3 separate regions of the Sus scrofa genome follow, and regions 1 and 2 are each linked to region 3. A link is a contact called in public HiChIP or PLAC-seq data. All regions are on one chromosome and are shown on one strand. Each heading gives the region's core, a stretch centred on a gene start, on an enhancer-like site or on the middle of the called end of the contact. The rest is flanking DNA. Distances are from core to core; before and after follow the strand shown. Region 1 overlaps PARD3 (partitioning defective 3 homolog). Region 2 overlaps PARD3 (partitioning defective 3 homolog). Region 3 overlaps CREM (cAMP-responsive element modulator).

The links. HiChIP or PLAC-seq counts read pairs in DNA pulled down with a chosen protein or histone mark.
Region 1: an H3K27ac HiChIP or PLAC-seq map of skeletal muscle shows a contact between it and region 3. The contact joins two enhancer-like sites. A contact is called at or near these places in 11 of 47 Hi-C or Micro-C datasets (embryonic fibroblasts, epiblast stem cells, fetal skeletal muscle and 7 more) and 1 of 2 datasets of contacts at active chromatin or transcription factors (skeletal muscle).
Region 2: an H3K27ac HiChIP or PLAC-seq map of skeletal muscle shows a contact between it and region 3. The contact joins two enhancer-like sites. A contact is called at or near these places in 2 of 47 Hi-C or Micro-C datasets (mesenteric adipose tissue and retroperitoneal adipose tissue) and 1 of 2 datasets of contacts at active chromatin or transcription factors (skeletal muscle).

The regions. Positions count from the first base shown.
Region 1 is chr10:57,459,251-57,461,950 of Sscrofa11.1, reverse strand. All of the region lies in intron 2 of PARD3 (partitioning defective 3 homolog), which reads left to right. Among named protein-coding and RNA genes, the nearest start is that of PARD3, 140 kb to the left of the region's middle. Within about 2 kb of position 1,305, at least 3 of the 83 cell types and tissues checked have an H3K27ac peak or open chromatin away from gene starts, as enhancers often do. A contact at or near this core is called in skeletal muscle, where this site is marked.
Region 2 is chr10:57,503,101-57,505,800 of Sscrofa11.1, reverse strand. The region is part of intron 1 of PARD3 (partitioning defective 3 homolog); the gene reads left to right. Among named protein-coding and RNA genes, the nearest start is that of PARD3, 96 kb to the left of the region's middle. Within about 2 kb of position 1,365, at least 28 of the 83 cell types and tissues checked have an H3K27ac peak or open chromatin away from gene starts, as enhancers often do. A contact at or near this core is called in skeletal muscle, where this site is marked.
Region 3 is chr10:57,891,066-57,893,765 of Sscrofa11.1, reverse strand. It overlaps CREM (cAMP-responsive element modulator), which reads right to left. Exons shown (of 8, transcript XM_021064986.1): 7 at 2,509-2,665. Among named protein-coding and RNA genes, the nearest start is that of CREM, 63 kb to the right of the region's middle. Within about 2 kb of position 1,360, at least 11 of the 83 cell types and tissues checked have an H3K27ac peak or open chromatin away from gene starts, as enhancers often do. A contact at or near this core is called in skeletal muscle, where this site is marked.

The DNA of each region.
Region 1 (2,700 bases), core at 56-2,555, 430 kb after region 3:
ATGCCGGATCATTAACCCACTTAGCAAGGGCAGGGATCGAACCTGCAACCTCGTGGTTCTTAGTCGGATTTGTTAACCATTGTGCCACGACGGGAACTCCCCCAGAGACCTTTAAATTCCCTAAAACTAGGTTTGGAGGAAGAGAATTGTCTGTCTGTCTCTCTCAGCTCTTACTAGATTTTGCTTTCTCTTTAAGTTACACACGTGGCTGTGAACAGTGATAGATCCTTTAACCCAGACAGCCATGGGATGTTGGAGGAGCAGGGCGAGCAGGAGGCTGGCACCTGCAAAGCACGGGCAAAATCCCAGTGCAGACCCTTCAGTACTGGGAAGGGACGGGGTCAACACAGGATGGTGTTTTGAAACAGAACTTTTTTATTATGGCCAGGAAATTTGCCTGAGATGCTGTTTAGCTGGGTCTGCCCTGGCCTTCATTGATGCATCTGTCACTCTAGGTGAGGGCTGTGAACAAGGCATCCCCTTCTTTCCCTGGCTTTCAGAAACTCAATCCCTCCCCCTCACTCCCTTCTGTGGGACCTTAGAACATTAAAGCAGCAGGTAATTTCTCCTGCTGAGGACGGAGCTTATTATGATTCATTACTTTAACAAAGTCAGCATAATATACATGTATTTCCTGTGGGAGTTAAGAATAAACATGAGCTATGGTTGCTCAGTTTTACATTTTCAGCTTCGTTTGCCAAGACCATAGCCCTGAGGCTGGACATTCAGCTGTCAGTCCAGTTGGGTACATCCAACTGGACTGGACTAGAGGGGGGGGGGCGCCCTGGCTTTGTCCTGTGCCACCCACATGTGAGCACATTGATGCTTAGAATTATCTGCTGCAAATATATCTCAAATACACTAGATGCAAAGTCATCTGAGATCCTTATGCATTTTTCAGTGTCAGAGGCGGCAGATAAAAATAATCTCTTTGCATCATGTTCTCTTGGCTTAGGAATGAATTAAGTGACACCACTGCAGCCCCAGGCTGTCATGCTGCTGTTGGCATAGCCAGTGATCTCGCCAGCCCTGCTTGCTCTGGGTATTGATTCATTTTAAGAAACTGGAATGACACTTGGAGCACAACCCCTTTTTTCTTTAGATATTGAATTCTAATTTCTGACCTGTCAGCATTAAGTTAACAAAGATGGTTTCTTCTGGCTGGTTTGCCCTTAATGATTGGTTCATTTTAACGTTTGGATTCTCTTCTTGGATTTCCAAATCCGTTTCTCAGCCTAGATGTCAGTAATTGCTATGTGCTATTTATTTATTTATTTGGGCTGTACCCGCAGCATGTAGAATTTCCTGGGCCAGGAATCAAACCCATGCCACAGCCGTAACCCAAGCTGCAAAAGTGACCATGCCAGATCCTTAACCCTCTGCATCACCAGGGAACTCCTGGGCTAGCTATTTATAGTTAATTATATTTGTAGATTGCTTCTGAAAGATCTGGGGCAGATGTTTTTGTTGTTGGATATGCAGATCAAGGTCTGGTTTCAGATTAGTTCCAAACAAAAGTCTGGTTCAAAACTTCCATCTTTAGTTTCGAAAACCCTCAATCCCATTTATGTGTGTGTGCCCTATTCCCCCTCTTCCTGCCTTTAAGGGCGAGGGGAAGGTAATTAAGCCCAGGAGCAGAACAACAGCAAAGGAGGAGCCCTCAGTGGACAGATGGTAGTGGGTGAAGAGTAGCTGTTGAAACTTGAGTAGCTGTTGAATCTTGTTGACTCATTCCTCTACCGCCATCTAGAGTCTGGTAGTGATACTGCCTTAACTCCTGTCCTGTGACAAAAAGCCAGTTGAGGGTCTTAGATACTGTATTGTGTTGGCAAAGAGTGACGAGCAGTTTCTTGCTACTTGACTAGCCACGTAATTAATTAGTCTATGGTGCATGAACACGCATGCTAGGGATTTAAGAAATCATTAGGGCCTGAGTAATATACCTCCTATACTTCAACCGGGGTTTTTGGAGGATTGGCTTTTATTTAGAAGTACATTTAGAAGTAAATTAGGTGCTTCACGAGACTCTGTGAGTGTGATTATCCTCTGACTGGTTTGCATTGCTCTCTCTATTTTCATAAAGACAGGCTGAGATCTTTATTATTAATCACTTGCACAGATGATATTAATACGGGAAACTCCTCCAGGCAGGTTTTCTTTAAAACATGATTTCCCTGGCAGCTGTGGTTTTACTTAGCTTGTGCCCCTGCTCGGTAGGACACCTTTGCGGAAAGATGCCCTTCCTTCTTTTGGGCTCTCTATTTGTCTAAGCACATGTAAACATTTACATAATTGATGAGGCGGTTCTGAACTGTCTGCAGATTCTCTCTAAGCCGTTCCCGAGAGTAGGACAGAGAGTACTTGAGAACCCAGAAGTGCTTAGGAAAAAGTCTTTAATATTTTCAGAGAAAGGTTCACTTGGGATGATGCTCTTAATAGCCTCATCTGGAAGGATGGGTGGAGCAGCCAGTAATTTGGCTAAGAAAAAGGTTTTGATTGCATTTGCTATTGATACAGACATTGATATAAATATATTAAAAGCACTCTTTTTGGAAAAACAGTGGAAAGAGGAGAGTTTTGTGGATGACAAGGATGACACCATGTCTTTTAAGCGTGTGCCCTGCCTGGCACCTCCCAGGTATGCGTGGGTCCCTCCCAGGAGCCCAGCCCCTGTGTTTACTGAGCCTGTTTGTCATGTCA
Region 2 (2,700 bases), core at 116-2,615, 390 kb after region 3:
TGTTTGTTTTTTAATTTTTTTAAAAAAATTTAAAAATTAAAAATTATTTGTTTAATATTATTTAAGTAGAGTTGATTTAGTGTTTCTTCAAGTTCTGTGGTACAGCAAAGTGACCCAATCACACACATGTCCCTCTGCGCCAAGGTGTTTAAATGTGACTTTTCCGAACACCGGCCGAACCCGGCAGGCTGTGTGAAGGGGGAGCGGGTCGTCTGGTTTTTGTGGCTCAGCATGGTACCGTGCTAAGGGAGTGGGGCCCTTGGTCTGGTGCCGCCTCTCTGTGATTACAGATGGGAAAGGCCAGGCCTTGGAATTGCCCGAGCTCGAGCAGCTAGTTATCAGCACAGCAGGGACTAGAGCTGAGTCCTAGTCTGCAGAAACCCATAGGAAGCTGCCCGCCATGAGGACTCCGGGACCCTGTGTTTGTGGGAGAGGCCCCTCCCAGGTCCGGGCTCAGGGAGGGCGCTGTACAAACAGTCCTGGCCTTTCTCGTATGGCTAAGAGAGAACAGCTTTTGTTTTAGGAAACTACTAGCTCCTAAGTATATAAAAATAGTTATCACTGAGAGCTTTAGGGAGCTTTGGGAAGTTGCACTGCATCTGGCTCAGAAACACTTGGCTGCTGCTGGTTAAACTGAGGCATAAGTCCACGAGGTGCTAATTGATGATCTATATACTGACCCTTCAAGCTGGGAGGAACTTGGACCAAATCTCAGTCTCGAGAAGTTGATGCTTAGATGCTGCATTTAGCTACTGCATGGCCGCAAACAGGGGGAACAGAGGGTTTCTTTTTAAACCGTGACAGTAGACTCAGCCCACCCCAAGCAGATACTCTTCTGGGTTGCAGAGAACCTTGTTGTGCAGTCACTACCCTTGTGGGAGGTGGGAGAGCTCACAGTGTTGGTTTCCAGAAGAGTGGGTCCGAGGTGGGGGGCGGAGAGCAGTTAAGAAAGCTCCCCAGGTATTTCGGATGATGTATAGAGGACGCCCTCCGCACACCCTCCCTCCGTTTTGAATAGATTGACTGTATAGAGCTGTGCCCCTCAAAGGGGAGGTTTGACAATGTACAATACTCCACACAGTTGAGGAAGGGACTTTTTTGGAACATCCTGGCTATAACAATAGTAGCTAAACTGGCTGAGCGGTGCCTAAATGCCCTGAGCTCTTTTAACTGCTTTGAAGGTTTCCACTGCTTTCATCAGTTTAACTGCTCTGTGCGTTGGGGACTCTTTCTTGTTCCATTTCTCAGCCGAGGGAAGGAAGGCAGAGACAGGGTCAGGAGTTGGCTCCAGCGAGGTTCAGAGCCTGGGCGCTACCTCCGGGACGCTCTGCCTTGTGCTGAAGCAGCTCCCTTCCAATTGAGGAACCTCCGAAGCCACTTAGCTCATGAGGCTGATTCAGAGCCTTGGCATTTTCCTGCTGGGGCACTTGCTCCGCAGCACGTCTTTGTCCCTTGGATCAGGACATCCAGAACCCTGGGGATGTTGCAGGGGTTCCGGAAATGCCTCCGGCCGGGCTGACTTCCCCAGGCGCCCTTCCCCACCCCTCACCATGGTGCTCTGCCTTGAGGGGCAGTAACTGGGCATAGCAGTAACGAACAAAAACGTCTCACGGTATGTGGCCAATTTAACTTACATATGCATACGTAAATTAAGATAATATATGCATATTATTTCACTGTAGTATTTCCTGTGGTTCTATATGCTATGTTTACTGTGACAGTAATCAAATTATTTAAAATAATTTATGGAGGTTAGGAACAGGGCAGTGTCTTACATATTGTTTAATTTTTACAAGGAAATTTAGAAATTGACTAATCAGTTTAGAAACATGTTGCTAGCAAATAGAGAAATGTATGACCTTTAAAAAATTAGTCATCTAGGAGAACCAAAGGGGGAATGAATAGCACCCTCTGTGTCATTACAAGAGAGTGGATGGTCGTACAAACCGTTACACCTGGGCGTGATTTGGAGGGACATTTTAACTGCGTGGCTTTGTAGACCATGGTACAGCTTCCGAATGCTCTGCATAGTTTGTTTCCCCCCCCTGCAGAAGTGTTTTATAAGGAGGGATATTTTAAATGCTGTTGGGTTTGTTTTGCAGCATCTTTCCAATTGCCTTTTTCTCATGAACACGTGAGCGGCTTCTAATTTCTGATTAATCTGTTCCCATGCTGAATATGAAGTTTCAGTTAAGAAGGCGTTTCTGCCTTGTTGGGGTGCAGGACTCTTTCCCTTTGTGGAGGAAAGGAACCTCTGCTCCAGAGTGCCCTCTGCTGGTGGCTCTGGGTTTTAGTAGCAGTCCCAGAGCCATCGCCCTGGAAGTAACAGACACAGGAACTTGAGAGTCAAACACTCTACGGTGGCCCCCTCTGCCCTGTATTTAGAGTGTAAGACAGGCCCCCCATTCCCCGCCCCAGGAGGAAGCAGCCCTGTCCAGGTCCTGTGTCCCTGCGGAGTTACCAAGCCAGCACCTTCAGGGCCTCTGCTGCATCACTGTGGTCAATACTTGAGCATGTTTTAAAACAGTGTACTAGGCTAATGCAACATTTATGAGGGCCTTGGGTTTTTTTTCCCCTCCAAGCAGGGAAACGAGCTGTGCTAAGTGGGAAGTTTAAAACTTTTCTTGACCTAATAAAGCCAAAGACTAATTACTCTGATCTGATTGATACCTAATACATTTTAGTTTTTACTTTATTTTA
Region 3 (2,700 bases), core at 111-2,610:
GGGAAAGGATGTTACGAGACACACATCCGCTAACCGATTCCTGGGATTTAAAGCATTGCAGATGCGCCCCAAGAAAGCCCAGACCAGCAGCCAAAGCAGCGCACACGAATAAACAGATGAGCCGAGTTAGTCATCTCCACGCATAACCCCGCCCAAACCAACAGATACAGACATTTGCTCTTGCTCCTTTTTTGGGGGGTGGGGTGGGTGAGAGGGGGGGTGGTAACTGCACGGTTTAACTCCTCTGTAGAATATACCCTCTGATAACAGCTTTATTTTGGAGTATACCCTTGACAATAACTGCCTTTGGGCTACTCATCACAGCAAAAAGCCTGCATTGCAATAGATAACTTAAACATACATCAACAAAGGTGTGCTGAATGCTCTAACTCTGAACCAGGAGGGACATGTGCACCACATCTGGCCCGTTCTGCTTTATTTTTAGGATAGCTCACCCTCACTAACAGCTGGTTATCAGTGTTTTCTCTGCAGAGGAGAGGTCTTGAAATCCCAATGAACTGCAGGAAAAGCTCAAGCCCTGCTTCCCAGCCGAGAACAATGCCGTCACCCTGTAAACTCACAAGGTTCTCCGACTTCTCCACCGGGGCTCAGAAAAATTGACAGTGTAAAAGTGAACCGAGTCTGATTTAAAAAGATGAACTCAATGTCAATGATGCGTGGGGCAAAGTCAAGAATAAATCCAAGTACACGTAAACATTTGTCAGTTTGGGAATGTAATTCAGCTCTTCTACAGAGGAACTAAAACACCGAAGGTTTCATGATGGAATCATTCTATTAAATTCTAGATCTGGAAGGAAGACAGTCTCTTTACACAACAGGTTAACCATTAAACAAAGTTTTAAATATTGAAGAGCAGTGTGGCGGGATGTCTAATTTTTAAAATCTTATTTACCAAGCTGTACTATTTACTGTAAATACCCAGACTCCATATTTCATGTGCCTGCCTGCAAGTCACGAGTCAAAATGCTCTAAGCACAGAGCTCTGGACGGTCACATTCCTAAGGAGGCCTGAGCGATGGAAAACACCTGTTTCTTCTATTAATAGTGAGCTCGGTCTTCAGGGCTTGCATGGGTCTGGATGCCTCCTTAGCATGGGGAGGAAATACACAGCAAAGTGGAAAAGCTGAGCAGGTTGGTAGAGAAATAAAGGCTGTTGCTGGGTCGGAGAAATACACTTCAGTATCTATTATGAATGCCAGCCAAATAATTTATTCCTTCCAAAAAGAGAACGCATGAGAGGTCTTTCACGTTAATGAATAAATCCAACACACTCTCTGGGAAGCTAAATCTGCAGCTGACCCCGCTGTGTCTCCAAGGTGACTCCTGTGTGGCACAGTGTGGCCTCTGGGTAAAGACGGCCTGCTTCTAGTTCCAGGCTCTGTCCAGTTTGGGCTGCGTGATCTTAATCAGCTTGTTACCTGACCTCTCTGAGCCTCAGTTCCTCCTCTGTGAAGTAAGGAGAATAACCAGACCTGTTCTCATGTGCAAGTCACGTGCAAGCTAAAGAAATGGAAGCCACAATCGCTGAAAACCGGCTCAACAGACACTGAGCGATCTAGTAGCCATTTATCATCTGCTTCTCTCTTGCTCTGCTCTGAAACTGAAATCTGGAAGCTAACATAGACCCTTCTCAGAATCCCATGCAGCTAGGGATTCTCTTAGCTATTTCTAGCCAATGAAATGTGTGAGAAAATGAGACAGGGAACCAGAAGTGTACGTGCCGTAGGAGGTGTCTCTCTCTCTGTGCCGGGGCTGCGGGTAATTTTATTTCTTCCTCTTGCTTTGTATTGGTACTCAGCCAGAATTTTTCAGACTAGATATGGAAAATTTTGTTTTTTTCTCAGTATAATAGAGAAAAAACAAAGTTACAAAACAGATAAAACTACATGTAATGGACATAGAAAAATCTAAACTCACCTCCAATTTATTCTGCTTAAAAGAAGCTAAAAAATTATACTTATCAGGAGTTCCCACTGTGGCTCAGTGGGTTAAGAATCCAATTGCAGTGACTGGGGTCTCTGCAGAGGTGCAGGTTTGATCCTGGCCGGGCCTAGGGAGTTAAAGGATCCAGCACTGCCATAAATATGGCCAGGATTCAATCCCTGGACTGGGAACTTCCATATACCACGAATGTGGCCATAAAATAAAATTTTAAAAAACTACACTTATCACCTACTTCACAAAGCAAATACCGAGTACAAAATGAATATTTGTAATAAAGTCCTTCCATTATCATTAAAAAAATTAATGTACCTTTTAGACATTAGCCTAAAATGTATAAGGATATACCTCCTGCTGATAAAGTAGTTTCATGGCTGAAACTCTGATTAGAAGACTACCAGCAGCACACACAAAGCACAAACCCACACAAAATGCCACAAAACACAAAACTTGGGAGAAATAGCTGAGGATAAGCAGTTTTTAAAAAGCCCCACGATAATAAATTATAACCCCTAAGTGGTTGCGGTTTCTCACGAAATGTCTTACCTGTTTTTCATTAGCCTCAGCTCTCGTTTGCGTGTTGCCTCCTCTGCTAGTTGCTGGGGGCTGTGCAGGCTTCCCGGAGAGGCAGCCATCACCACTCCCTGAGGCAAAGCAGTAGTCGGAGCTCGGATCTGATAAGTCGGCATGTCACCAGTGGCAGCTGCAATGAAATAAAATACCACAAGTTATTTAAAC